6 separate regions of the Mus musculus genome follow, and all the other regions are linked to region 1. A link is a contact called in public Hi-C, HiCAR-type, Micro-C and promoter capture Hi-C data. All regions are on one chromosome and are shown on one strand. Each heading gives the region's core, a stretch centred on a gene start, on an enhancer-like site or on the middle of the called end of the contact. The rest is flanking DNA. Distances are from core to core; before and after follow the strand shown. Region 1 holds the start of 8430419K02Rik (a long non-coding RNA gene). Region 2 holds the start of Aftph (aftiphilin). Region 3 holds the start of Ppp3r1 (protein phosphatase 3, regulatory subunit B, alpha isoform (calcineurin B, type I)). Region 4 holds the start of Wdr92 (WD repeat domain 92). Region 5 has its middle 4.0 kb from the start of Spred2. Region 6 has its middle 100 kb from the start of Etaa1.

Region 1 (4,212 bases), core at 549-3,048:
GAGAGAGAGAGAGAGAGAGAGAGAGAGAGAGAGAACGTGAGAGAGGTTGCAGCCTGGTCTCAGAGCTGTTGCCCACCTCGCCCTGCTCGCCCCCCCAAAGATGGGACTGTTTAACTTTCCTATTTTGGCCCCGAGACAATTCTACGACTGCATAAGAGTCCATATTAGTGAAATCATTTTCTTTGATGGGTGGTTAGTTGCAGTTAACAACCATTTATTTACTTTTAAAAATAATAATAAACTTTATAAACTAACCGTCCTTTTACTTCTGCCTCCCCAGTACAAGCCCGGTGAGTCAGCCTTTATTATCCTGGAGGCTCTAGCCTAGTTGGGGTAGGAGGGGGCGGGGTGGGGAGAAAGCCGGGGAGGGGGGAGGAGGGGGAAAGGAGAGGGTGGTGAAAAGAACAGGGGGAGAGGCTGGGGGTGGAGGGGAAGAGTGAGCGCAAGCAAAGGGGGGCTGGGGAATGTGGAGATTAAAAAGAATCATGATCATTAATGTCTAGGAATTAGAAAAAAATAAAGCAAGCTTTTGTGCCATGGTTTCCCCCCTCGGAGTGAGGATTGTGCGAGCCTTGCTCCTCAGGTCTCTCTGTTCCTGCCCCTGACACCCTCCCGTTTAATTCTGTTTTAGCTTTTCCTCTTGTAAATTTCAGAGCCAGCTTTGAGGTTATTGACGACACTTATCGGAAGGAGGAAAATAATAGAGGTGTGGAGAGTGGTTTTGATGTTTCTTAAAGGACAAAAACAAAACGCCCTCCCCTAAACAGGGCACACAATTATACAGGCTTCTTTTTTGGGGGTGGGGGTGGGGGGGTGGGGGGAGTCCGCTGGCTGAATGAGACTAGTATGACTAAGTTTCTTTTACAAAAAATTTAAAAATGTTACCCGATCATATTTAATCAAATGTAATTATAACACATTCAAAATGAATAATATGCCTTGGAAGTATTTTTATTGTTATTGTTCATTGCACGATGTTCGACTGCTTTAGAAGCACAGGAAAGAAGCAAACGCGCTACAAATGGGGAATTACCCTCGTTTAGCATTAAAATTCATTTAGATAAAATTGCCACAAACATTTAAATGGGAAGATTAGTTCCCCCTCACGCCTTATTGCACTCGCTCAATGGTTCCGTTAAGAACATTTTACACGTTGGAAATTCCGTCTTCTCAGACGGCTTGCTGTTTCCTAGTTACACACATTCAAAGCAAAGGCTGCAGCCACGGCAGCCGCAGCAGCGGCAGCAGGGGGAAAAAGTTTGGCAACTGGTCTGCAATTCATCCGCTGCGCCCCTAGTTTCCCTCCACCCTCCCCAGTTCCCCCCCATTAACAGCCCCCCCCCCCGACTTATGTGTTCGAAGAGCCCGGCCTCGAGGAGCCAAGGTTGGTTGTACAGTATTGACAATATTAAACTACAAAGAAATGGAAAGAAGCCGGTGGGTCCCTCTCTGCGTCTCCCGCTTTTGTACGAGGCTGAGGGTTGAGTGCAAATGTGCCGAGTCGCCCGCACCCCGACCCCAGGGCCGCCGGGCGCGCCGCCGTGGCCCGAGACGTCTCCAGGAAATTCGCCACTGCTCTCGCTAGCGCGGTGGTGGAAACGTGTTAAAGGCTCAGCTTGCAAAGTCCTGGCACCGTCCAGTCCCTCCTGGCCCTCTTCTCGCCCCACCCCTCCCCCCGCCGCTCCCCCCCCCCCCCAGCCCCTCACCCCTGTCCTTTCTTTTGAGCCGCAGGAAAAGAGGAAAGTCGTCTTCTACTGCCACCTTTTGGGGATTTGGAAAAACGACGCAGTAGGAGACCGGAGGGAGGCGGAGCGCGGCAGTGTGTTTTGAGGGGGCGGGGGGGAGGGGGGGGGAAGAAACCCCCTTATGATCATGCGTCGGAACTGGCGCCCTTAATCTGATGCTTAAATATTTGATGTGGAAAAATTACCCATAAAATTAGTTACTAACAATTTCAAATTGAAATCACTTATCGAATTATAAGCGCATTAAAGCTGTATGGATGGTATTAGGAGTTCCTTTGGAGGCTGTCTCCTCTCGGGGAACCCGGCCCACGAGTTTTACCGCGGGGAGAGGCGTGCTAGGTGGAGCCCTGGGGAGACCAAACGACAAGGACAGCAGTTGGGGTGCCGGGTCCTAGCGGGCCTAGAGAAGATGGATCTGGGTATGGGGATCGCATTCCGGGCAGAAGCGCATACTGAGTAACTCCAGGGACAAAGTCCGAACGTTGTGAAAGGGGAAAACTGCTCTTTTACGCTGGAATTCCGAGCCTTCAGTGATGCTTTCAGCTCCCCCTGTGTAGGCGGGAGGGGGGTGTTGGGGGTGGGCTGAGAGGAGTTTTGAGATGTCTCTAATGAGACCGCCGCGGCCGGCTCACCCAGCTCCAGCCGCGTCTCAGACTCCCTTTAGTTTCCCTCTGCACGACATCGGGGCTGGGGCTGGGGCTGGAGCTGGTACGTGGGCGGGTGGGTCTCAGTTGTGATCCCACACTACTCCGAGGTACTCGGGGTCTGCAGAAGAGTCCTATGCTTGCCCCCATCCCCACCTCCGCCATCTGAAAGTCAAAGTTAAGAAGAATTAACTGTCTCGGTAGCCTGGGTGTCCATGAGTTAGCGCAAAAGCATATTCAAAGACTTCTTCGGCTCACTCTGGGCTCCGTCAATTGGAACCCCTCAGAGTGGTTTGTAGTTGCCAGAATGCTTTCACAGGACTTTTCCAGACGGAGCCCCGGCTTCCGAATCCCAGGGCGCTCATGGGAGCATGTCGGTGAGAGCTTGGGCCCTGGAGGCTGCCTTGAACAGTCAGGCTGGGCAAGAGGGTGAGCTTCCAGAGTGTATAGCACTCCGGTAGAATGGAGAAGAATAGTGTCACAGTGTGTTGGGCAGAAGCTCCTTCAAGTTTCCTTAAAAGTCCTAGAAACTTCCCCCACTTTGGATCCCACAGGCCCTCGGCCCTTGGGAAGGCAGTTAAAGCAGAAATTGGTGATATAGGTTCTCAACGGGTGTTTGGACCGTAAGCAGGGAGGTGTGGGTTTGTGTGTGGGGCGCCCAGTTTGAGTCATCATTTTTCCTGGTCTCTTCTGTGCTACCCAGCACCCCCTGGCCCTTTGGCAAACCATACCATCAAGGGTAGACGCAGCATTAGAGGCTAAGAGCTCTCTGGTTGGGGGAAAAGATCTGGGCGGGAGAGTTGGGGGTCTTCCTGGGAGACTGAAGCCAAGAAATAATGGGAAGGGTAGGGTTCTCTTTCACATCGAACCAGCCTCCCGCCGCCCCCCCAAAAAGTTTAAAACATTCTCTTCCAAGGCGGAACTGAAAGAAAACACAAACAATATATTGGGCAATCCGCTAGACGTTTGCGTTGTAGAGTCTTTGCCCTAAAAATGATACCCTAGGGTTTTAATAGGGAGATGGGAGGCACTTTTAGGGGCTTGGTTTAGCTGGTGAAGAAGTAACTCCTGTGCTGCTCACGCGCTCAGTCCACCTCAGGGAATTCCGACTCTGAAACTCTGGATTTAGTTTTAATCCAGTCTTCCTTTGATCAACTGTATAATTCCTAGCCCTGACCACCTCTACCCCACACTGTGTTCATTAGGACCAGTGACTTTATTCTCTGGGAGGAAAACTACTCCCAGGTCCTAGCCCATTAGGAAAGCAGAGAGTAGAGTCACCTGCTTCATACACCTACGGGTCCTCTCCCCGGCGTCGTTTTTCTGGCTTGGCACCCTAGCTTCAGGCAGAGTGTACCGGAGAGTTCAGGATCCCACTGTCTGCTTTCTCTGGGTTGGAGACATGACTGAAAGACAGGATGGCCAACTCTCTGGCTCCCCTTCTCTCCTCCCTTTCTTGCTTTTCTGCCTAGGCCTCCCTCACACCTCAGCACTTTTCTCTTCCACCACCCTAAAAGTGACAGGTTCTCCGAATTCACCTGAAGACCCGAGGCTCTAACCTCTCCCAGTCCCCGCAGGCATTGGGGGTGGGGGTGGGGGTGAGCGGCGAGCGCCGAAATCGCTGCAAAACCCTTCTGCCAACCTCACCCACTTTTCTGGATTTGAGTAGGTGACTGCGCATAGAGATCCCCCTTGAAGACGTTGTTGAGCATGGTCTAGGCTTTCAAAGAGCCGGATTCCTCCCTTTCGGGAGATCGAGGGTCACTGATAACGTCACCTCTAAAAAACCTAGGAAGGCAGCAAAGACCCCAAGTAACCGGCTC
Region 2 (4,212 bases), core at 833-3,332, 1.9 Mb before region 1:
ATAGGGGATCAGTTCAAGATCCTCTTTAGTTTACAGGCTGAGAACTAGCCTGGGTTATAGGAGAACCTGGTTCAAAATAAAAGTAGAAAACCAGGGGTTTTCCCTCTGTGTTGTGTGTGATGCAGGTTTCTCTACTTAAGGTATGATTCACAGAGCCTCCCCCCTGGAAGAGCTTTTAGAGGTCAAAGAAATTTGAGTGTCTAAGAGGTAAACAATAGCACTACAATGTAACATTTGACTAAAAGGGGTAATATAAGTATAAACTTTACTATTTATTATGATTTCAGTTGTTTAACAAGGCTGAATAGGAGAAAAAATTAGAAGTGGTCAGGCGTTTTTCTTTTCTTGATGCCAAATGTCATAATCACATGTAAGAGTATCCAATTACAGGTAGGTTGATTGTGCTCCCAAGTCATTTGAACAAATAGCTACTCAGCTTCCATGGATTTAAAAAAAAAAAAATTAAGTAAACAGAGTTAGCCTCTTCACTTACCTAACAAAGATAATCATTTGGTAATCATATAATTTGTGAAATCGGGAAGATACTTTCCCAAACTGCACGGTTTCCTTTTAATGTTTAGAATCACTATATTAAACATTTTTGATTGGTTTAAATTATTTGAAAATCATCATTCAAACGTTTCCTTCGGATCTTAGTCAGTACTTATTTGGTAGATTTATCAAGTGAAAACAAACATATGTTTGTCTGAAATAAATTAATTTTCAGTTTTACACGCATTTTTTTTTACTTTCATTCTCAGACAATAAACATGTTTTACAGTGACATACTTTTTTTTTTTAATTTGCACACGAGCTACACCAGCAGGGGGCGAAATACAAAAGGAATAAATTTGACAAGCCATATAGATTTTTCTCACTTCAGTGACTGGCCAATAACAAAAATATTCAGCATAACCACAAAGCAGCAATGCAGTCTCTGTTATCTTGCAATGACTGAATTGTGAGGAGACAAATGAGGGTCTATTTTAGTTCTTCAAGTTAATTTGTCTAGAACATTGCAGAGGCAGGATAAACCATGATGAATTGCTATTGTCCTTATCTTTTTCAACGTGTGTAATTCCTCCAGTCAAAGGGCTAGACAGTTCTCTGAGATGACGGGTGTTTTCAGTCCTTGTTCCTTTCGGTTACTGCTGAGCTTTGCGGTTTGGGAACTATTTTAAATAATTCAGCGTGGGCAGAAAGAGAACCCGGCAGGGCTCAGGGTTTGTAGGGTAGAGTCCAGGGTTCACCGTCTGAGACAGGAATAAAAATCCTGCAGCTTTGTCTGAGTTTTACAGTGGAATGGTTTCTAACAGAGTCATAATAAAGGACGGGGAGATGTTATTAAAAAAAGACCAATTGCTCAGGAACCGATGGAAACAAAAACCTCTTATGACCTCTATTGTATAGAATCGCTCAAATGCACAAGTTGATTGGAAAGATGTATGAAAATGATCATCTTCTCCAAACACCAACACAATTCTGGACTGATTTTTGTAGAAGACCATTTGTTAGTTTGCCTGCTGACTTCTCGTCTTAAGTAGGACAATCACTTCTCGTTTGTTAAATAACAGCTTCCTCTTTTGTTGGCTTACATAAAAAGGGAAGGGAATGAAAGTCTTTTATTCCGGGCAAAAAGGACAAGCTGCTGAATGTTGTCCAGCCGGTTTTTCAGCAGAGATCTGGTTCCGTATTTCCATACGTCTGCAGTTTTATTCCAAGGCGGAACTTAACCCTCTCCCCGGCTCATCGGGAAAGTACTGGGCGGAGAGAAGCTCAGGTCTGTGGCCCGGAGCGCTGCCTCAGAGGGTCGGGAGGGGAGGGAGGACGTCCCCAGCCCACACTTCAGTGAGTACGGAAAAAAGACCGTTTGCCCGCAACCAAAATGGCGAACGTCGTTCCACACGACGGCGCCTGCGCAGAAGTAAGAAGTCTGTGACACTAATTCCCCTGGAGTGTCCTCCCCCACCCCGGCACCCACCAGCGCCCGGCCCCGACCTAGCCACCTGCGCCCGGAAGTGACGTATGGACAGCAGCGGTTCCCCGCTGCATGATGGGAGAGTGTGTGGAGTGGGCGGGGGTCTCCGCGGAGGAGGAGGAGGCGGAGGCGGCGGCGGCGGCGGAAGAGGGCGGAGGGTAGTGGGATGGGGGTCCCGCGGCAGCGCTGAAACTCCGGGTGGGCGTCCATGGCGCCGCGCCGCTGACAGGGCTGGGAACAGCTCCCCTTCCGCCCTCACCAGCTCAGCGTCCGAGTAACCGGTCCTTCCCCGGGGAGCCAGTTCCTCCCCGGGCCGCCGAGCCATGCCCATCGCGGCCGCCCGGGACGAGCCAGGTGAGTGCTGCCGCCGCGCTCCCGGGGTGCGGAGGACCCGGCCCGGCTAGTCGCCCCGGCCTGGAGCGCCTGCCCGCGTCGGCCCGCGTGCGGGCCTGCGAGCTCCGGCGCGGGCTCTGCTCTTCTCCGCGGGTGCGGAACGCCGCTGGCAGCGCCCGAAGCCGAGTGGCACGGCGCTCGGCATCCCAGGCTCGGCCGAGGAGAGCCAGCCGTGCCCTCCCGGCCGCCGTGGCCCGCCCTGCCTCTCGCCGTCCACCCGCCCCGAGCTGCGCGCCGGGGTTCCCTCCCGGCCGCTGTGTAGAAGTTTGGGGCTCCGCTCCGGCGTCCTCCTGCTCCCACCTCCCTCGTGACAGGTGTAAACACTGTCTGCCTCGCGGAGGCCCGAGGCCGGCTGCTGCAGGACTGTGCCGCCTCGAAGGGTCTCTGAATGCTCCAACGGACAGAGACGGCCCAGAGCTGTGTCCCTTGCGGAGAGGACCTTTTAGGCACTCCTCAGGAAATTATCTGTGTCTTCTCCCTCCTTGCGTCCGAAAGTTGAGCCATTATTCTTTAAGCTCCCGACGTGGCAGGTGCTGCCGGGGACAGAGGGTGAACGGTGGTGGGTTCTTTTTCCCTTTGGAAACGGAGACTAGTTGTGCTTCCTACCGCCCCCACCTTGTTGGTTTATTCAAGTTATAGCGTGATGTCCCTCTGAATCTGAATCTGTTGCGGTTGAGGAAAGAACTGACTCATACATGTAAATATTAACGGGGAGGGGGCAGGGAGCGTCAAAGGAGCGTTGGTTCTGTTTCAGAGTTCTTACTAAAAGAAGTAAAACTTTACTCAAACTTCAGGGCATAAATATCTTTCACGAGGTGTTTTTTTTGCGGGGGGGGGATAGTGGTGGGGATAGGAACTTTGGAAAGGTTCAAATCAGATTTTACATTTGTTGAACTATTAGAGAAATATATACTAAACTCTAGGGGGAACTCTGCTTCAACTCTAATGCGTTGATATAAGCAGCCTAGTTTACCATATTTTATAAGTTTCTAAACGTTGGCATTTGTAGGGATCATTTTTAACACTCTCCAGAAGTGTATTTGTTAAAACAAAGTACCTATGGTAGCCATATACATGGATATCTCTCACACGAATAGCAAGTTAGATCCAGCATTGTAATTTCTAGATCAGTAAATAGCACTTACTAGATTCTTATTAGATATAGTGTATCAGATTTATCTATTGATGTTTAGAGACATATTTTTAAATCATTAAAAAGCTCCTGGAAAAAATTTAATAAGACTCATAATATGTAGGGCACTTGAATTTAATGTTATCTGATCTTTTGACCTAGAAGCTATAATGAAAATAATTCCACAAAGATATATCCATAATGGCATTGGTAAATTTTGTAGAACCCAATTGTCTATGAAAACTCACAATCTAGGTGATTCTACTATAAAACATTATTTTAAAGTTATTTTTAAGCTGTCCTGCTTATAGTTAATAAAAAGCTAGATGCAAAAAGCTGTGAAAGTTGAGTACTTGTAGTTTATTTTTTGTGAAATCTAATTGAAAAGGAATTATTAAATAGCATTTCATTGAGGAATTGACAAGCCTTCCCCTCAAGTCTCATAGCAGTCTCTTGCATATTTAGATACTTTAAAACCCTCAAGAATTATCTAAGTTAAATGTTTATGTTCTAATTTAATGTTACCAGCAGTTTGTTTTTAGTTTTTGAGGCAGGTTTCATGTAGCTCATATGTAGCTGAAGCTACCTTCAAATTCCTTATCTTCCTGTCTCTGCATCTCAAGCACTTGGATATATGCCATCATGTCCAGCTTTCATCAATTTGTAGATTAAAAAATAAAAGCCTTTTCTCTTTAAGCACTTTCAGTTC
Region 3 (4,212 bases), core at 691-3,190, 1.7 Mb after region 1:
GAAGTATAAGCTTGAGGATGGAAGAGAGGTCTATTTTGAACTTGGCCTCTTCATCAGTTACTCTGATATAAGGGGATGGTATACATCGCAAGAGCTGAAACTGAAGCAGGCCAGCCAATGAGCTCCAGAGAAAAACAGCCTCAAAACAAACAAAAAAATATTAAGTGCCATTCCTAACTTCAAAGTATTACAACTCTATTGTGAACAGACACGATCTTTTTAAATGCTCTTCAATGGTGTAGAAAAGGCTAAGTTTTATAACCTTCAAGGAGCCAAATCATCTGAACAGCTTCCTAAATAAAGGAAAAAAAAAATCCTCTACATTCCAAAATCATGAACCACTTTAATAAAGCTGCCCCTCTAGTGGGTCTTAACGATGCCAGTAAACCCGATATTTCAAATAAAAGCTGACTTACTCGAATATTTAACCTCAGTTTCTCTGACCACCACCACCTAATCGGTTTTCAACTGCAGTAAACAATGCACATTTGAAGCACTTAAATCTTACATGCGAGGGGGTATTGTACAATTAAAGAGTCTAAGTATCACAAATCCGCCTGAAATTCTTTGATATGTACTGAAAAGATGTTTACAGTAAGTGTCACAATCCCGTATCCTGTTTAACTAAATGACATATAACTCGCAGTGCAGCTATGTTTGTCTGTGAACACAATTCTTGATTGCAAAGACGAAACGGAGGCCCAGTGAAGCTACAGAACCAGTAAGGTAACAAGCTAAAGGCGTCATAGATTTCTTGGCTATGGTGACAGGCAGGAGGCACACCCCTAGCGTCAGCCAGAAATACTACATGGTGAATTCCACCTACGGATTAATAGGAAAGTAAGGAAGGGAAAATTTAAATCGCCATCGTTCAAAAACAACTACCACAAGCACCGGAAAAACAGAAATAAAAATACTAAGAAAATATTAACAAACCAATATGAGCATTTCTCTAGGCCCGGTGTCTTAGCTAATATACACGCTGGCCCTTTCATGTTCACCAACGCAGAGAAAAGCGGCCTCGGGAAAAAAAAAAATCCCCTACGGTTGCAAACAGCAGAGAGATAAATGCGAAAACGAGCGAAGAAGGCAAGAAAGTGGAAGGATCCCTGCCAAGGCTCGCTGCTGGAAAATGCGGAGTGAGTGGGAGGAAGCACAACTCTGGAGAAGTGGGTCTTACATAAAGCGCCATTTGCCGCACACTATCATTTCCACCGGATTTCAGAAAACCCAACCTGGAAACCCATCTGGGGGCGGAAAGTGGGTTTCACGTGGAGGAGGGTAGCGAGGGCGCAGCCCCCCGGGACCGGGGTTCAGAAAAGGCCGAACGAGCCAGACAGGCGACGGGGCCGGGGTTGCGCGGAGGCCCACGGGCTTAGGAGCCCGGGGGCGGCGGCTCTGTGGGCGCCCGGAGGCCCAGGGTCGTGCGGAGGGCGGGGGCGGCGAATCTCGGGGAGCGCGGAGACGTCCGGCGTTTGCAGGGGGCCGGGGGGCGCGCGGAGGCCCGGAGGAGGCGCGCAGGGGCTGGGGGGCTTGCAAGGGCCTTGCAGCGGCCCGGGAGCGCGCAGAGCCGGGGGCCGCGCAAGTAGCCGAGGACTTGAAACCCAGCACCTGCACCCTCCAGGCCTCTGGAATTTTCTATCCGAGAGGACGCCCCGGGCCCTCCCTCGCGCGACCGGGGAACCGAGGTCTCACCATCTTGCTCGGCGGGCGGCGCTGGCGGCGGCTGTAGGATCCTCGGGACGCGGCGACGGCGGCTTTGCTGTCCGGCGCCGGGCGGGGTGCAACGGGGCCTGGGCCCGGAGCGAGGCGGGCGGAGTCCCGGTTGGAGATGCGTCGGCGGGAGGAGAGGGTTGCAGCCTCACGCTCACAGGCGGCCCCGACTCGTTGCAGCGGCTCGCGCTGACCGCAACCTCAAGGCACGGAACAGGGCGCGCAGAGGGCGGAGCGAGCGCGGGGCGGGGCGGGGCGGAGCCTGCGGGAGGCTGACATCCGGGAACCCGCGCCCTGCCGTGCACACGCTCTCCAACCGGATTGCTCGCAGAGCCCCGCTAGCGCTCCGCCAGCGCTTTTTGCGTACCGTGCGCCGGGGGACATGGAGATGGGGGGGCAGACGTCTTGACGTTGGGAGAGCCGCGCTTCCTGTCATGTGACCGAAGGAAGGCCGGCAGGAGGAAGACTCCTGGGAGGAGAAAATGGGGAGAATGACAGGACCTGCCACAGGGCTGTGTCGCTCTTGGGGGGTGACACCATGTCACTATGGCGAGGCACGGGCAAGTCTACACTGTGGAGTCAAGCGCGCAGTTGGAAAAATAGGAGAAGCAAAGCTAGCTGCAGCTTAGGTCCTGGGAGCCACTGACAAGAGTGGGGGATTGCTTCCCACTCCAACAGACACTACCTCTAGGTTGCCCTGCAGCTGGTGCAGAAAGAAGCCTTTAAGAGAAATACTACGAGACAGACTGCCCTGTTGTCCATGTAGTAAGGGTATGTCCGTAATGGTGGCAGTTGCCTTACTATAGAAGTGAAACTACAGTAGGTAATAAAGTCCATGGAAAGAAGTTATATTTAAGAGGAAAAGATAAGTTGGTAGGAGAGATGTGATAAAGATAACGTATTTATGTTATTTATTTTAGTCAGGTTTTGAATAGATAGAAAATAAAGGTCAGGGTATGTCCTGCTCTACCTGTTTCATCTTCTGTAAGTGTAGATTATTTTTTAGCTTTTGAGAGACGAGCTTTGACTCCACTTTGAGGATGGGGGATGCCTGCACCGGAGGGGACACGAATGCTACTTACCATGTATCCAGTTCCACTCACAGACTGAAAATGCCTTATAGCTTGGCGTTGAAAGGGTGGCACCCTATGAATTTATCAGGGTAAACTGTAACAGCGCATAGGTTTGTTACAATTGTTTGGGAAACCAGGCACAAGAACGTGGTAGGCACATCATACCAAGAAAAGGGTGCAACGTCCTCACCTGGACTCCATAAAGAGATAGACATCTAGCACTGTGATGGCAACAACCCCTACCAATCTATCATCCGACCATCCTGATAGGCAAAGAACACTTGACTGCCCCTGAGGCTTGAACTCAGTTAAGTCCTCACTGTTGACAAGGTTTGGTCAACTGTCCATCTTTCTATTCCTCCAGCTGTACCATCCATCCATCCCTTCATCTGGACCTACATTTGGCTCTTAGGCCTCTACAGCTGAACTCAACTCTATAGCTTCCCATTTAAACCATTGACACTCCCAACAGCCTGCTCCAGCATCTTTCCTAAAGCCAAGGTGTTTATTTAGTATCAAAACAAACTACATTTCTGATGGCCAGGCAGTGGGGTTGCATGCCTTTAATCCCAGTACTTGTAAGAGAGAAGCAGGCAGATCTCTGTGAGTTCAAGGCCAGCCTGGTATTCAAAGTGAGTCCAGGACAGCAAGGACTCTGTTACACAGAGAAACCCTGTCTCAACAAACAAACAAAAAAACCTACATGTCTATCATACCAATAAAACCTTGTGAACTCTGTTGTGTCCTCTTGCTTTTTGCAGCTGTTCTGTAATTGATGTTTATACAGATATATTTATTGCATGATCTGAGAGTAGATGATATGATTACAAGATAAGCCTGAGTGTTTGCCTCAGCAATATTTGGCAGATAACTGCCATTGAAACCACAAAGTCTGATGAATTTTTTTCAATAAATGAAGACCTTGTGGAAAGACACAAATGTGTTTGTCTCTATTTCTGGCACAGTATGTTAATGATTGTACTGGCTGGTTTTCTGTGTCAACTTAACACAAGCTGGAGTTATCACAGAGAAAGGAGTTTCAGTTGGGGAAGTGCTTCCATGAGATCTAGCTGTGGGGCATTTTCTCAATTAGTGATCAAGGGGGAAGGGCCCCTTGTGGGTAGGACCATCTCTGGCCTGGTAGTCTTGAGTTCTATAAGAGAGCAGGCTGAGCAAGCCAAGGGTGGCAAACCAGTAAAGAACATCCCTCCATGGCCTCTGCATCAGCTCCTGCTTCCTGACCTGCTTGAGTTCCAGTCCTGACTTCCTTGGTGATGAACAGCAGTATGGAAGTGTAAGCTGAATAAACCCTTTTCTCCCCAACTTGCTTCTTGGTCATGATATTTGTGAAGGAATAGAAACTGACTAAGACAAATTGGTACCAGGAGTGGGGTATTCCTGTGACAACCTGACCATGTTTTGGGGG
Region 4 (4,212 bases), core at 512-3,011, 1.7 Mb after region 1:
GCACAGATGGTCAGTATTATAGGAGTGGAATGTACTGAAAGGTTCCTTGAGCAGAGATCAGAAGGGGCTTCCTAAATCAGATAATCTGAACTGGCCACTGGACCAGCAACAGATGAAGGACATAAGGCAAGGCAGGAAGGATCAATCTATGTTTAGAATCTCCAAGTCCAATACCTGGCTATAGAGTAGGAACTAAACCGGAAAACAGGCTCTCAGCAAAGTTCAGGGAAGGACTGTGCTCCACATACCTTGCCCTGCAAGCTTATCTATCCTCTACCTTCCCTAACCTCTTATCAGCTCTCAACACCTCCGTGTGGCTGCAATTTGTTCCATTCAACTCAAATAGAAACATTTTAAATACTGTAACGAACTATAAAACTGTTACTTTGCCACAACTCAGCACTGTGGCAGGAGACCTGAACCCCAGCCCATTGAGAGCCTTGTTTGAGGATTATCAGTTTGAGGCCAGCTGAGTAACATAGAAAACACACACACACACACACACAAAAGGAAGAAAGGAAGGGAGGGAAGGAGGGATAAAGAAAATGTCAATTATTGTCCCCATTCTGTAATTGGCTCACTGGCAGCTGGATACGAAACCTGTAATCTAGTCTTGCATTATCCGCCTAAAAGTCCTTCAGTGGTGTCCTGTTTTCCTTAAAGCAAAATGAAGGACAAATCTGTGGAATGTCTTACATATCTTGCAATGGTCATTACTTATCCCTTATGAATGTGTATTTTATTTTATTTTACGGGGGTTGTGGTTGTTGCAGATAGGGTTTCAAACTGAAATTCTCCTGCTGTTTTCTCTTGATTGCCGTGAGTAAAGGTGTGCAACACCACTTCTAGCTCGTGTTTTTCTTTTTTAAAAAGATAATAAACTACCTTCCACCATTATCACTGAGCTTTCTCACATGCTGTTTTTTGTAAGAAACTTCATACTCTACTCTAAATTTGCTTTAGTTAGTTTCTACTCGTCCTGCATCTGTTTTTACTTTTATAGACCTGCACATTAGAAAACTCATCTTGATGAGTTTACATGTATGTATGCATTCTTGGTCTGGCTGTTGGACTGTCTCCCCCAACAGAAAATAAACTCCATGATATAGCTGGCATTGCAATTCCCATGCCTGGGACTATCAGGCATTGAACTGACACTTCTTGAAAGGATGTGGTATTTACTAGTTCGTCATCAACTTTGTTGTAGGTATCCCGGTGCCTCCTTTGGTTTTGCTTGTATGAAATGTGGGTTTATTGCATATATCTACTAGTAGACTACGACAACTGCTAACAGCCTATAAGGTCCAAGAACGTTGCCACGAAATGTTAACTTCACTTCCCAGAAACCTTGCAACGGACTGCACGGAGGATGGTGGGAGGAAGAGGCTGCAGTGAGAGCCTAGTTTGAAGTATTTCTCAATCTGTCACCTCCTTTCTGTTTCTGCTGGAGCATTGAGGAATCAGACCCTAGATCACGCAAACCCAAACGGTCCAAGCCTGCACCCACCTCCCGCAGCAGCTTGAGGTCCCCGCGCTGGATCTCGTACACCTGGATAACGCCGGTGCCCCGGGCAAAGTTGCCCATCGTCACGAATTTGGCACTGCAGGGCACCCATTTGCTGTCGAACACTGTGTAGTTGAGGCCCTTTTGAATGTGGACAATGATCTGAGGCTTCTCGAAGGTGGACATGGTGTAGATGCAACCAAACGCTAACTTGGTAACCAGACTGCAAACAGATCAGGGGCAGTTTGTCCCTCCCTAGCCGCATTCTACCCGGAAGCCTTAGCAAGTTGGGCTTGGATGCCTCCGAAAATGCCGTGTGAGCTACTGAGACCGCAACAGATGCTTCTCCACACATGGCACAAGCTAATTTACTGCCGTTACCACAACGACTTTACATAGACACAGTAAAGACTGTGAATGCTTCGGCTGCGAGCGTATGAGGGCACGGAGACATTAGCAAACAGGCATATCCCAGGACAGCAATTCCGAAACGCGGACCAATCCAGCCTTAGGCCCCTGGCATGGACCCCGCCTAGGAAAAGGGGTGGTGTCTTCAAATCGATTGGTGGAGGCTGGCGCATGCGCTGTACAACCACGCACGTGTTCCTCTAGTCGTACTTGCCGGGATTGATCTTGGCCGAGATGGAGACGCAAAGCACCGGAACGGAGGACGGCTTTACTCCCGTCACGCACAGAGGGGGCCGCCGGGCGAAGAAACGACAGGCTGAGCAGTCGTCAGCGGCGGGACAGGATGGAGAAGCCGGACGCATGGACACGGAGGAGGCGCGGCCGGCGAAGAGGCCGGTCTTCCCGCCGCTCTCCGGGGATCAGCTCCTGGTGGGGATCAGGACGGGACGGGACGGGGCGGGGCGGGGCCCGGGCGTCCAGGTGAAAGGGTCGGTTCTCGGTTTTGTTTTGTTTTGTTGTTTTGGGGGGTTTGTTTGTTTGTTTGTTTTTTCGCCTAGGCCCGCATCTCTCAGTCGCCTCCTGAGTGTGTATGTTTTTATTGCAGACTGGGAAAGAAGAAACGAGGAAAATTCCCGTCCCAGGTAACAGATACACACCGTTGAAAGAAAACTGGATGAAGATATTTACTCCGATTGTAGAACATTTGGGACTTCAGATACGCTTTAACCTGAAATCAAGGAATGTAGAAATCAGGGTAAGGAAGAGGGTAGCCATTTCGTAGCCTACCATTTCGTAGTTTCAGCCTTAATAAAAGTAGACAATGATACACGGTAGTGCCTAAACAAGTGGTAATTGTAGGTACTTTCTTCAGTGTAAGTGCTCTTTTTGGAGGAAACGTGTGCCACTTAGAAAAAAATGTAAATTAATTCCTTTATTTTTTTTTCAGTAGATCTTCGGTGTCAGTGCCAAATTAATTTTCCCATATCACAATGCTTTTATTATGGTATTCTAGCCTCCTCGGCATTCCTAAGGGATAAAGGCCAGACACTTGACTAAGCCTGCCTTTCAAGTAGGAGACCCAGTTGTGTTTGTTTCCCTTTTTTTTGTTTTTTTTTGTTTTTGGTTTTTTTTTCCCCTGCCAGTATCTTTGGTGGCTCTGGTCTCTGGAGAAGGCCACTTTCTCTGCTGTCTTCTTACTTCAGTTCCAGTCAGCTTTCAAGAGAACTCAAGCTCTCTTCAGAAGTTTATACATTTCTGTTCTACTTTAGCTGCCTTGTTTACTGCAGGGTCATTGGTTTGTGTTCTTAGTATTTGCTGATACCATATATCAGATGCACAGTGATAGCTTAACGTATACCACATCATTTGTTCCTTAAGGTATGACATAGATGATATACACCCATAGACATGAGAGTGCTGGAGGATTAGGCAGGGGTGAGAAAACTTAAATCCTAGATGTTCATGGGACTTGCCGAGAGTCATACATAGGGTGAGAGCCAGAGTCTGGGGCTTTGTGGCTTTGTTCTTGTTTTATTTTTGTTTTCTTTCTTTCTTTTTCTTTCTTTCTTTCTTTCTTTCTTTTTTCTTTCTTTCTTCCTTTCTTTTTTTTTTCTTTGAGACTAGGCTTCACTCTGTAGCTCTAGCTAGCCTGGAACTTGGAGAGATCTGAAGGGTATGGGACCTAAAGGCATGTGCTGCCATGCCCTGCTGGGGTCTGGTTTTGGGTGTGAAAATCTGAACACACTTCTGTATGCTTCTAAATTTGTCAAATGTGTAATCTCTTCAAATGGACTGTGTGGGAGACCCAAAGGGATATTTTAGAAATTAGATTTGTGTTTGATTTTTTTTAGTGCCTTAATTTCCTCATTTGTTTACACTATATAATACTCAAGTTGTCAGAGTGAAGCTTAGAGCTAGATGTGTACAGCATATTATTATTACGGTGATGGGCATTCTATGAATAACAGTAGTTTCTGCAGTTCAAGTGATTACTTGTAGATAAGATTCCTACTTAAACTATTCTGATTTCCTCAGTACCAGGCATGTAAGTATTCCGAACTAGACTTGTTGATTTGGGAAACAACAGCATCGAAATGATCCTTTATGGCACAACATGTCCGGCCTGTTGAGGAGAGGCTGCCTTGAGAGTGTGCATAGAACTGCCCAGCTTTGGAGTGGGAGTAGTCTCTGGTACAAATTAAAGAGAGTGCTTTATCCCATATAAACGGGGTCTTACAATACTGGGTGAGGTTGGTTGATGGTAAAGGAAATTATAATAGAAATAATATTTCTAGTATTTG
Region 5 (4,212 bases), core at 1,001-3,500, 1.0 Mb before region 1:
AAAACAAAACCCATACACAAAACAAAAGTAGCCCTCTTAGAGGTCTGTGTGTATTGAGAGTTCCACGGGGGCTTGAAAAATAAGAGTTTCACCTTTGAGTCAAGTAGAAACCAGTGGTTTCATGCTTTCCACAACCATGATCTTTGTGGATACACATTGAGGTTCAACACTGGATTCTGAGTGCTCATGACAAGTAGTGGTAAGGACGCCAAACCTCGAGACCTGCATTTTGGTTTTCTCTTAGAAGACCTGAGGTCCTGACAGTGAGGTCTCTGTTAATTCTTCAACTTTTACAGGAATAAACAAAGCAAACCTTATCTTTCTTCATTTTTTGTTTGTTTGATTTGGGGGGTATTTTTATTTGTTTGCTTGTTTCTGTTTTGTTTTTTTTTGTTGTTTGTTTGTTTGTTTGTTTGTAGGCCGTGAAGAAAGTGAGACATACTGGGTGTGGTGGTAGACACCATTAATCTTGGCAGTCTGAAGGTAGAGGCAGGTAGATCTCTTGAGTTCAAAGCTATATTAGTCTACAGAAAGAGTTCTAGGACAGCTAGGGCTAAATATTGAGACCTTGGTTTAAAAAAAAAAAAAAAGACTGGGGGTTGGGTAAGCTGTAGAGTTGCTTAGTGGTTAAGAGCACTGGTTGTTCTTTCAGAGGACCCAGGTATGATTTGCAGCACCCATATGTCTGCTCACAACCTTCTATAACTCTAGTTCCAAAGATCTGACATTGTCTTCTGGACTCCAAGAGCATGAGGTACCCAAGCAATGCATACATAGTTATACATACAGGCAAGATACCCATACACATAAAAGAAAATAAACATAAAACAAACAAAAAGCAGACCCATTCAGAGCTAGGAGATAGGTTAGTATGAGGCTTACTTGTCATCCGAGGGCCTATGCTCCTTCTTTAGCACCCACATTTGATGGCCTGCAATTATAATCCCATTGTTGAAGAGATGGAGACAGGAAAATTCCACAGGGCTTACTAGTCACTTCTGTGGTCTGACAACTTTCAGATTGAAAAGCAAGGTGGATGACTCCCAAAGAACAATAACGGAAGTGTCTAATGAATTACTTGGATCACACCGATCTATTTCTAGAGTTTGTTGTAACGTCTCGGGATTTATTTGTTTTGATTTGTCCCACTGATGTCTTATTTTTTCTTATTCTGTTACCCCCACAAACTATAATAAAATCATGTCCTTTCTCAAAAAAAAAAAAATCGTAGACATTCGAAAATAAGTAAGCAGGGCGTGGTGGCGCAAGCCTTTAATCCCAGTACTTGGGAGGCAGAGGCAGGTGGATTTCTGAGTTTGAGGCCAGCCTGGTCTACAAAGTGAGTTCCAGGACAGCCAGGGCTACACAGAGAAACCCTGTCTCGAAAAACCAAAAAAAAAAAAAAAAAAATATTAGTTTGTCCCAATCTTAGATTTAGATTTCAATTCAGAAGCATTATAACCATCAATCGGGGCACGGTAGACTCGAGAGACTGAGACAAAATAATCACTGTCCGTTGGAGTACACAGTTCCAGGCTAATGTGGGCTAGAGTGAGACCCTGACTAAAAAATAAAACACAAGTCACAAAACAACAACAAACCCAGAGAATTTGGGATTTTTGTTTGTTTGTTTTATTTTGTTTTGTTTTTTGATACAAGACTACGGTGGCACAATCTTTTATCTCAGGAGGCAGAAGGGTCAGAAGTTCAAGGTCATTGAGTTCCAGGCCAATTTGAACTACTTGAGACTTGAGTCTTTTAAAATAAAGTGTTTACTCAGTAAGATCTTAAAACTTCAAAAGTACTATCGATCTGCTCACAACTTCACGGAAACCCAGCACAGTTGCCTGCCTCTTAACTCCACAGGCTGGGCAGGGGAGGCCCCGTAGCTCTTTCCTTTCCCAGGGGCTGTGGGAAAGCCCGGAGCGCCCCTCGGCGGCCGGATCTGCAGGCTCTGCAGCGGGGCAGCTCCTGCTTTTCGAGCCGGCGGCCCTGTGGGGCGCAGTGCGGAACCCGCACTTAGGCGGCCGGACAGCCGGCTGCGCGTGGGATCACAGGCCAGGAGCCGCGGCCTCAGGGCTGTCCTCGCCTCACCCCACTCTGCCCCTTCAGTATTTCTCAATGACCGGCGCTCGAGGACACTTCCGACGCGGGGGAGGGGTGCCACTCGCGCGCCGGTTTATCAGTTCCTTCCGGCCGCGCCCGGGCCGCTGCAGCGCCTGCATCACTATGCTCGGGCGAGCAGCCGCGGGTACCCGCTGTGCCAAGGGAGCCGAGGACTGTGCAGACGTAGTGAGAGGCGCCGCGGCCCTGCAGGGTGAATGGCTCGGGCCCATTGCACAATCTCCGGTATAATTAGCCAAGGGCGGCGGTGCAGGGCTCATCCCCCGGGCAGCATACTCCGGGATCATTTTCCCTTTCGGTTGCATGGCCGGGATTTTATTAAACAGACGAAAGGCCCCCGCCCCGCCTCCCTCCACGCTGGTGCAAGTATTATGAATGAAACGCCAAGCCCGCTGCTACTGCGGTCGCCACTTCAGGTAGGAGGGTGGCTCGACCGTGCTCAGCAGCTCACCAAAGGCTCGGGTATGCATTTGCTCAGCAGAGTCAGAATGCAGGAAGTAATCGACGGAGCGAAGAAGGAAGCATTCTTTGTGTAAAAAATGTAACCGCCAGGGTTTGCCCCAAGTTTCAGTTTACAACTGTACAAGCCTCAGCCAGTTTAAGAATGGGCTATGCAAAGGGTCTTTTCGTCTGTGGCAGCTCACCTTCTAGCTAGCCGCAGCTCGGTGGGAAGAGCTGTTTCTGGCAAGTTACTACCCAATTCTAGCCCTTCCCCCACCCACTCCAGGAAAGATGGAGAAGGCTGACCTTGGGGTGCACTCCTGAACTCTTTAACAGGAAGCAAGTGGATTGCAAATTGGATCCTGGCAGAGAGTCAGACCGAGAGGAGGAGAGGAGACAGAGAGGGGTCCTCCCCTAATCTTGCGGAGGATCAGAATTTCTGAGTCAGGCTGGGTACGTGGCCCAGTTAGTAGGGTGCATTGTAGCTTTTATTGCGCATGAAGCCCTAGGTTCGACTCTGCAGCCCCTCATTAATCCGGCCTGTAACCTCAAGATCATCTTCACCTACACGGTGAGAGACACGGGAGTCCTTAAGGTTTTCTCAGAGGAGACAAAACAAATGAATGAAGACTAATTAATTCAGAAACTGCAGCAACTGAAGCTGGAGCCATGTCCGTAGTTAAATGAATTTTAAATCTTGCTTGTGTGTGTGTGTGTATTTAACAAGCATGTGAAGGAATCCTTTGCCACCGCCGCACCCCCCCACCCCACCCCCACCCCCCCACCCCCCGTTTTAGCAGTCTCTATAGCCCTAGTTGGCCTTCAAGTCAGTCTGCTTTTGCCTTCTGAGTGTTGGGCTTAAAGGCGTGCACCACCACATAGGCCTAGAAAAATTAGTCCTAAAATTTAGGACATCATTTCTTTCTCTCCCCCCAACCCCTACCCCCTCTCTCTGTCGTGGTTCTGCCTCATGAATGCTGGAATTACGCGCACACACCACCACTTCTGAGCTCAACTAGATTTCCTTTTTGCTCATATGAGCCAGTATATTTGTGAAGACTGAACCGAGGTCCAGCTGCTGGGCCAGCATTCTACCACCTAGCCACGTCTGTAGTTTCTCTTCACACATTATGACTTAAACAAAGGAAAGACGAAGGCCAAGGAGAGGAGCCTGGCTTGCAGAGCTGGCTGGTCCGATCCTCACCACCCTTCTCTCTCAACCTCCCGAGTAGCTGGGCTGCCACTGTTTCCCATCATTCCTTGCTGCAGCTTCTTTCACACGTGGGTTTTTAGTGGGTGGGAGGCCATGGTGAAGGCAATTATTTTTCATAGCTGCTTAAGGTCCAGGGTATTCTATGAAGCCACGGGGATGCCAAGGCACACGAACTTCCTGCCTTCTGGGGTTTGGGTTGTGTGTGTCAGGCATCTAAACAGGTTAGGATTTGTGGCCAATGGCTGGTGTTTGTATGAGTGGGGTAAGCACCAGAGTAAGCTAAGGTCAGAGAAAGGCTCCCCAGAGGCTGGGAGGTTTGAGTCAAATCTTGGCAGATAGTGTGATGCCACGGTTGTGGATAGATAACTGGAACAAGAGGTAAAGGGAGAGAGAGTCAGATGAGCATAAAAGTTCTGAGGTGCACACGGGGGTTA
Region 6 (4,212 bases), core at 673-3,172, 1.0 Mb after region 1:
CAGTGTTTTCTTCACAGCAAGATGGGAAGATAAAAGTAGCTTTTTCAACTCTTAGAGCATCAGATTCTCATAATGTCTCACAGCAACACCCAAGTGGGAAGGAAACTCATCCTCCTCGTGCCCCAGGCAGGACTTGTTCAGAAGACCGCACGGAAGCTCCGGAGTTATTTGGTTAATTAGACAATTTGGTAACAATTAATCATTCAATTTGACTAATATACACATTTTTCAAAATACCAAGAAAATGTCAAGTCTCCATTCTATGCTTATGTTTGCTTCTCTCTCTCTCTCTCTCTCTCTCTCTCTCTCTCTCTCTCTCTCTCTCTCTCTCTCTGTGTGTGTGTGTGTGTGTGTGTGTGTGTTTGTAGAAGGATGAGTTACAGAACAGATTTGCCTAAGGTCATATAATAGTTCCTTGCTATTTCCTTTATTGTTTTCCCTCAAATCCTCTTTTTGTAGTAAGCCAAGGAAGGGAAATGACGCTGGCTTCCAAATTTCATTATGAAACCTTCCATTTAAAACAAAATGTATTGCATATTATAATTGCTACCAGAACCCATGAGGGCAGTGGTTTTCAACCTTGTAAGAACTGTGGGATTGCTCTTAAATGTGGCTGACTTCAAGGAGCCCACAGTCCTTTAACCAGGCTATGGAGAACAGGATACTTTCAAAAAATAGTTACATGGTGAAAAGCATAAACACATTTTTTGGTTAATAAAATGCACATAATTTTCTTAACCAAAAATTATGATAATGGTTTTGTCTTATAATAGTAAAGTGCTCTATTTTTCCGAAAGTCCAAGTTTGAGCTTGTGTACACAAAACTGTTTGGAAAAAGAGAAACACAATCACTAATTAGAATCTGTTTCTTCTTCTGAACGAGCTGTTGAACTGTTAAGTTTTTTCTTCAAGTTGCTGTTTTTAAAAGCTGCTTTCAAAAGGAACAGTAAACACAGTTCATATCCCTTTCAATAGGTGTAAAGAGAGCCTGTGAATTTCCACTAAGACAATGATAATGACACCAGACAGGCACCCAGGCCATTCTGAGTGCCAATTACTTAACAGCCATTGATTTGTAGAAGCCTACTGGGAGAGGCAGAAATTATATCTTCTTTGCAAAGAAGAAGTTGGAGTCAGCAAGGTCAGGGACTTACCCAAGTTCACCTTCATTGAGCAAGAGAAAGGGCTGAAGGGCCAAGCCCCAAGTGGTCCTCCATGTGGCACTCTATGTGGAAAAACCATTGTTTTCTGAGTCATATCGAAGTTCTGAGCCTCTTACAAGTCCTCTGCCCCACTACTAGTAATTCAACAAAGATACTTGGAAAATGTGATTTTAAAACGTTGAATTCTCCAGTAAATTAAATTCAAACTCCGTTTTATCCATTCCCCCCTGCCCCCCACCTCCTGAAACTTGTAGAAAGTAACTCTGTAAGGAATTGGGATCCAGCTCTTTGAACTTTAACTACTCCCAGGACCATGATCAGCAGGACAAAGGGGAAAAAACATGCTCAGCAAAGGAAGAAAATTGGTCAGTTTTCTCTAGGCCTGCTAGCTTTCCTTAGTATTCAAGGAAGGCAGGTTCTATATACACAGAAAAGTGAGGGCATTGTTTTGAAACTGTTTCAAGTCTAGCAGTTGAAACCCGGAGATCTCTGTTACCAAAGATAATGTAGGTGCGACTAATACTTTCCGAGGTACCTGGGCTTTATGCATGAATTGAGCATGCTCTGATGGCTTGGACTCAATCCCTGTGACCAGCAACAGTCAACAAAAGACAAAGGGAAGCAATTTAACCAAGGTTAACCCATGGAATCCTTTGCTTGGCAACGAGACGATTCCTTTGTTGGATTGGTCATTCTGCCATTAGCTTTTCTGTAAACCCCTTCAGTCTGGCTGTGACCTTGTAACTGACCTCTCCTCTCACCACGGCCTTCACAAGTAACTCATCCGAAGGCTTAATGGGAGGCAGAAAAATCTAGAGCCCTCCTCAGGAGCTCCAAAAACGTAGTTCCACCAGACTCACTCCATTTGCAACGTGATGGTCCCAGGGGCATCCTTGTTTTTCTAAAATATTTTCCTTTTATTTATATAAACTTGAAAATGTTTACAACAATTCCCAAACCTGTTTCATGATTTTCCCTGGATTGCCACACTGAAAACATTTTCCATACACCTTCAAAGACTGGACTAAAAAAAAAATTTTTTTTTTATCTTAATTTGACTTTTCTTTCACATTACTAGGGAGTGGAACCAGTTTCCATAATTAGAGGAGGCATATTGACCCATCAATTACTCTGACTGTTGGTTCCATTAATGTGCATGTGAAAGGTGTTTTTCAAACTGCACCAAGTAAATGTGAGAATTTTTATCAGAGGCAAAATATTTACTACGTGACTAGTTATTGGATGAATTTTTAAAATAAAATAAAAGTTTCTTTTAAAAAATCTCCTTTTCAATTTTCAACTATCCACATACCCCAAAGGGGGAAAAAAATCAAAAGTCAAAAAAAAAATCATACTTTAATGGATTTTTTTTTGGATTTAACAAAGGTACTTGATCTTTCCAAAAATTTTCAAACATTCATACAATCTCCCAAAACAATTCTTATGATATATGTATATATTTGCATTTACACATGCATGCATGCGAGTGAACACACCTTCAGCTCGAGCAGCAACAGCGACCTCTAGTGTGTCTTTCTAACCTGCTCACTTTACGGCTTTTATTCCCCGTCTCTTTAACCTCCAGGAGACTGCTTAAGCTTTAATTTCCAGTTCACATTTGATCTAATTTCTGTATTGACTAAACCGAGAACGTGATCTTTGGGAGATCTTTTTTGGTTCTAATAAAGTAATAAAGCAGTTATGGCTTTATTAATTAGTGTCATGACAGTACCCAAAGTTGTACCTGCACAATGCCCCCCAACGGTGGGCTTTATTTGCACGATAAACTCACCTGGGGCCGAGGAACTCTTCCTGTTCTAAGCACAAGCATCCACTCTCCAGCATGCATGCTTGCTTTAGGAAGGTTCACGTCTCCTTGATGCTCTCCAGTGGGCCTCTTTATTAAAATTAAGCGAGAAAAGGGACTGAAGAACGGCTCAGCTGTTAAGCACACTCGCTATCCCTTCAAAGGGCCTGAGTCTGATTCCCATCACCCACGTGCTGGCTCACAACCTCTGTAACTCTAGTTCTAAGGAACCTGAATGACCTCTCTTGATCTCCGTGGGACCAGGCACACACATACTAAACAGCCACATAAACAGGGAAAATATGCACACGAGACAAAAAAATACATTTGTTAAAATTAAGGGAAAATTGAAGACTCTGTCTAAGGGCCAAGACATTTTTTTTTTTAATGTTTTAGGGGTTTACCCTAGCTAGATGTACACTGCTGTAAGGAGAGTCTACAGGAACAAAGTTGTATGATGTTGACAGTTTGTATCAGCAATTCTACTCCAGGTTTCTCTTTTCAGTGTATAACAGCAATCTAATTTTCTATGGGCTCGGTCTTGGGACACAGGGCTTGGATGACCATAGTAAAATAGTCCATAGGCTTTTCCACGTCCCTCCTTTTTTTTTTTTTTTTTTTTTGAGCAAGTATTTCCTGTCTCCTTTTAGACAGAGTTCAAAGTAAAACATCCCCTCTCATCCGGTCAGACTGCATCGGATTCCCATTGGCCTTGTCTGTTTGTGGTCTGTCTGACAGAGGCAAGCTGAAAGGGGTTTTCTGTCTGCCCTATGGCAAACACTTTTAGGATGTGTGGGAAAGAGGCAGAAAAGATTTTTTTTTTAAAGTAAATGTTTCCTGTAAGTGAGGAAGATTTTCAAATTGTAGCTGCTAGAAAAGATCCTGCAGGACAGATAGGGAGATGTGAAAGGCCGAACATGACTGTCTCCTGGGATGGAGCTGGGCTTACTGGCAAGCAAGAAGCTGCATGTGGAAAACATGCTCCAATCTGTGTAAGTAAGCATGGCAGAAAAATGAGCATCATTTCAGGGTAAAAAAATAAACAAAACCTGTTGAATCAGAGCCCTGGGGAATCAGGCAGAAAGATGGATGTAGGTATGTGGTTATAGGCATGAGTAAATCTGCTTGCAATGCAGCAGCTGTGAAATACATAATAGACATTGTGTACTTACATTTTCTTGTACTTTATTGTGTATGTCTCTCTTGCCATTGTCTTATTGCCCATGAGAGTGTGTGTCTCAG

The links. Promoter capture Hi-C pulls out the DNA fragments that hold promoters and counts their contacts. Hi-C and Micro-C count contacts between places; a contact is called where the count stands out from the background. HiCAR-type assays count read pairs that join an accessible place to other places.
Region 2: a contact with region 1 is called in a promoter capture Hi-C map of hippocampal neurons, with 2.9 times the contacts expected there. The contact joins the promoter of Aftph here to the promoter of 8430419K02Rik in region 1. A contact is called at or near these places in 1 of 39 promoter capture datasets (hippocampal neurons) and 1 of 115 datasets of contacts at active chromatin or transcription factors (astrocytes).
Region 3: a contact with region 1 is called in a HiCAR-type map of astrocytes, with 4 times the contacts expected there. The contact joins the promoter of Ppp3r1 here to the promoter of 8430419K02Rik in region 1. A contact is called at or near these places in 3 of 39 promoter capture datasets (liver and pre-B cells), 2 of 115 datasets of contacts at active chromatin or transcription factors (astrocytes and embryonic forebrain) and 2 of 9 other capture datasets (embryonic stem cells and liver).
Region 4: a contact with region 1 is called in a promoter capture Hi-C map of embryonic stem cells, with 7 times the contacts expected there. The contact joins the promoter of Wdr92 here to the promoter of 8430419K02Rik in region 1. A contact is called at or near these places in 6 of 39 promoter capture datasets (the 3T3-L1 cell line, cranial neural crest, embryonic stem cells and 3 more), 6 of 115 datasets of contacts at active chromatin or transcription factors (the NIH/3T3 cell line, astrocytes, embryonic limb bud and 3 more) and 1 of 9 other capture datasets (adipose tissue).
Region 5: a Micro-C map of embryonic stem cells shows a contact between it and region 1, with 6 times the contacts expected there. The contact joins the enhancer-like site here to the promoter of 8430419K02Rik in region 1. A contact is called at or near these places in 2 of 39 promoter capture datasets (cranial neural crest and embryonic stem cells), 11 of 484 Hi-C or Micro-C datasets (LSK cells, Sertoli cells, cardiomyocytes and 7 more), 10 of 115 datasets of contacts at active chromatin or transcription factors (the NIH/3T3 cell line, astrocytes, cardiomyocytes and 6 more) and 1 of 9 other capture datasets (embryonic stem cells).
Region 6: a contact with region 1 is called in a Hi-C map of embryonic stem cells, with 3 times the contacts expected there. The contact joins the enhancer-like site here to the promoter of 8430419K02Rik in region 1. A contact is called at or near these places in 22 of 484 Hi-C or Micro-C datasets (3T3-L1-derived adipocytes, adipose-derived mesenchymal stem cells, cardiomyocytes and 11 more) and 10 of 115 datasets of contacts at active chromatin or transcription factors (craniofacial prominence, differentiating embryonic stem cells, embryonic forebrain and 5 more).

What each region holds. Positions count from the first base shown.
Region 1 is chr11:18,875,196-18,879,407 of GRCm38.p6, reverse strand. It overlaps 8430419K02Rik (a long non-coding RNA gene), which reads left to right and starts at 1,798. Exons shown (of 4, transcript XR_003949854.1): 1 at 1,798-4,212.
Region 2 is chr11:20,739,426-20,743,637 of GRCm38.p6, reverse strand. It overlaps Aftph (aftiphilin), which reads left to right and starts at 2,082. Exons shown (of 10, transcript NM_001290545.1): 1 at 2,082-2,332. It overlaps Gm46272 (predicted gene, 46272), which reads right to left and starts at 3,006. Exons shown (of 1, transcript NR_168691.1): 1 at 249-3,006.
Region 3 is chr11:17,157,026-17,161,237 of GRCm38.p6, reverse strand. It overlaps Ppp3r1 (protein phosphatase 3, regulatory subunit B, alpha isoform (calcineurin B, type I)), which reads right to left and starts at 1,940. Exons shown (of 6, transcript NM_024459.2): 1 at 1,696-1,940. The coding sequence starts at 1,698.
Region 4 is chr11:17,209,442-17,213,653 of GRCm38.p6, reverse strand. Wdr92 (WD repeat domain 92) reads right to left here and starts at 1,761. Exons shown (of 8, transcript NM_178909.4): 1 at 1,508-1,761. The coding sequence starts at 1,690. It overlaps Pno1 (partner of NOB1 homolog), which reads left to right and starts at 2,065. Exons shown (of 7, transcript NM_025443.2): 1 at 2,065-2,341; 2 at 2,517-2,666. The coding sequence starts at 2,147.
Region 5 is chr11:19,918,304-19,922,515 of GRCm38.p6, reverse strand. No RefSeq gene overlaps it. Among named protein-coding and RNA genes, the nearest start is that of Spred2, 4.0 kb to the left of the region's middle. Within about 2 kb of position 2,250, at least 338 of the 459 cell types and tissues checked have an H3K27ac peak or open chromatin away from gene starts, as enhancers often do. A contact at or near this core is called in LSK cells, the NIH/3T3 cell line, astrocytes and 13 more, where this site is marked.
Region 6 is chr11:17,851,056-17,855,267 of GRCm38.p6, reverse strand. No RefSeq gene overlaps it. Among named protein-coding and RNA genes, the nearest start is that of Etaa1, 100 kb to the left of the region's middle. Within about 2 kb of position 1,922, at least 4 of the 459 cell types and tissues checked have an H3K27ac peak or open chromatin away from gene starts, as enhancers often do. A contact at or near this core is called in embryonic stem cells, where this site is marked.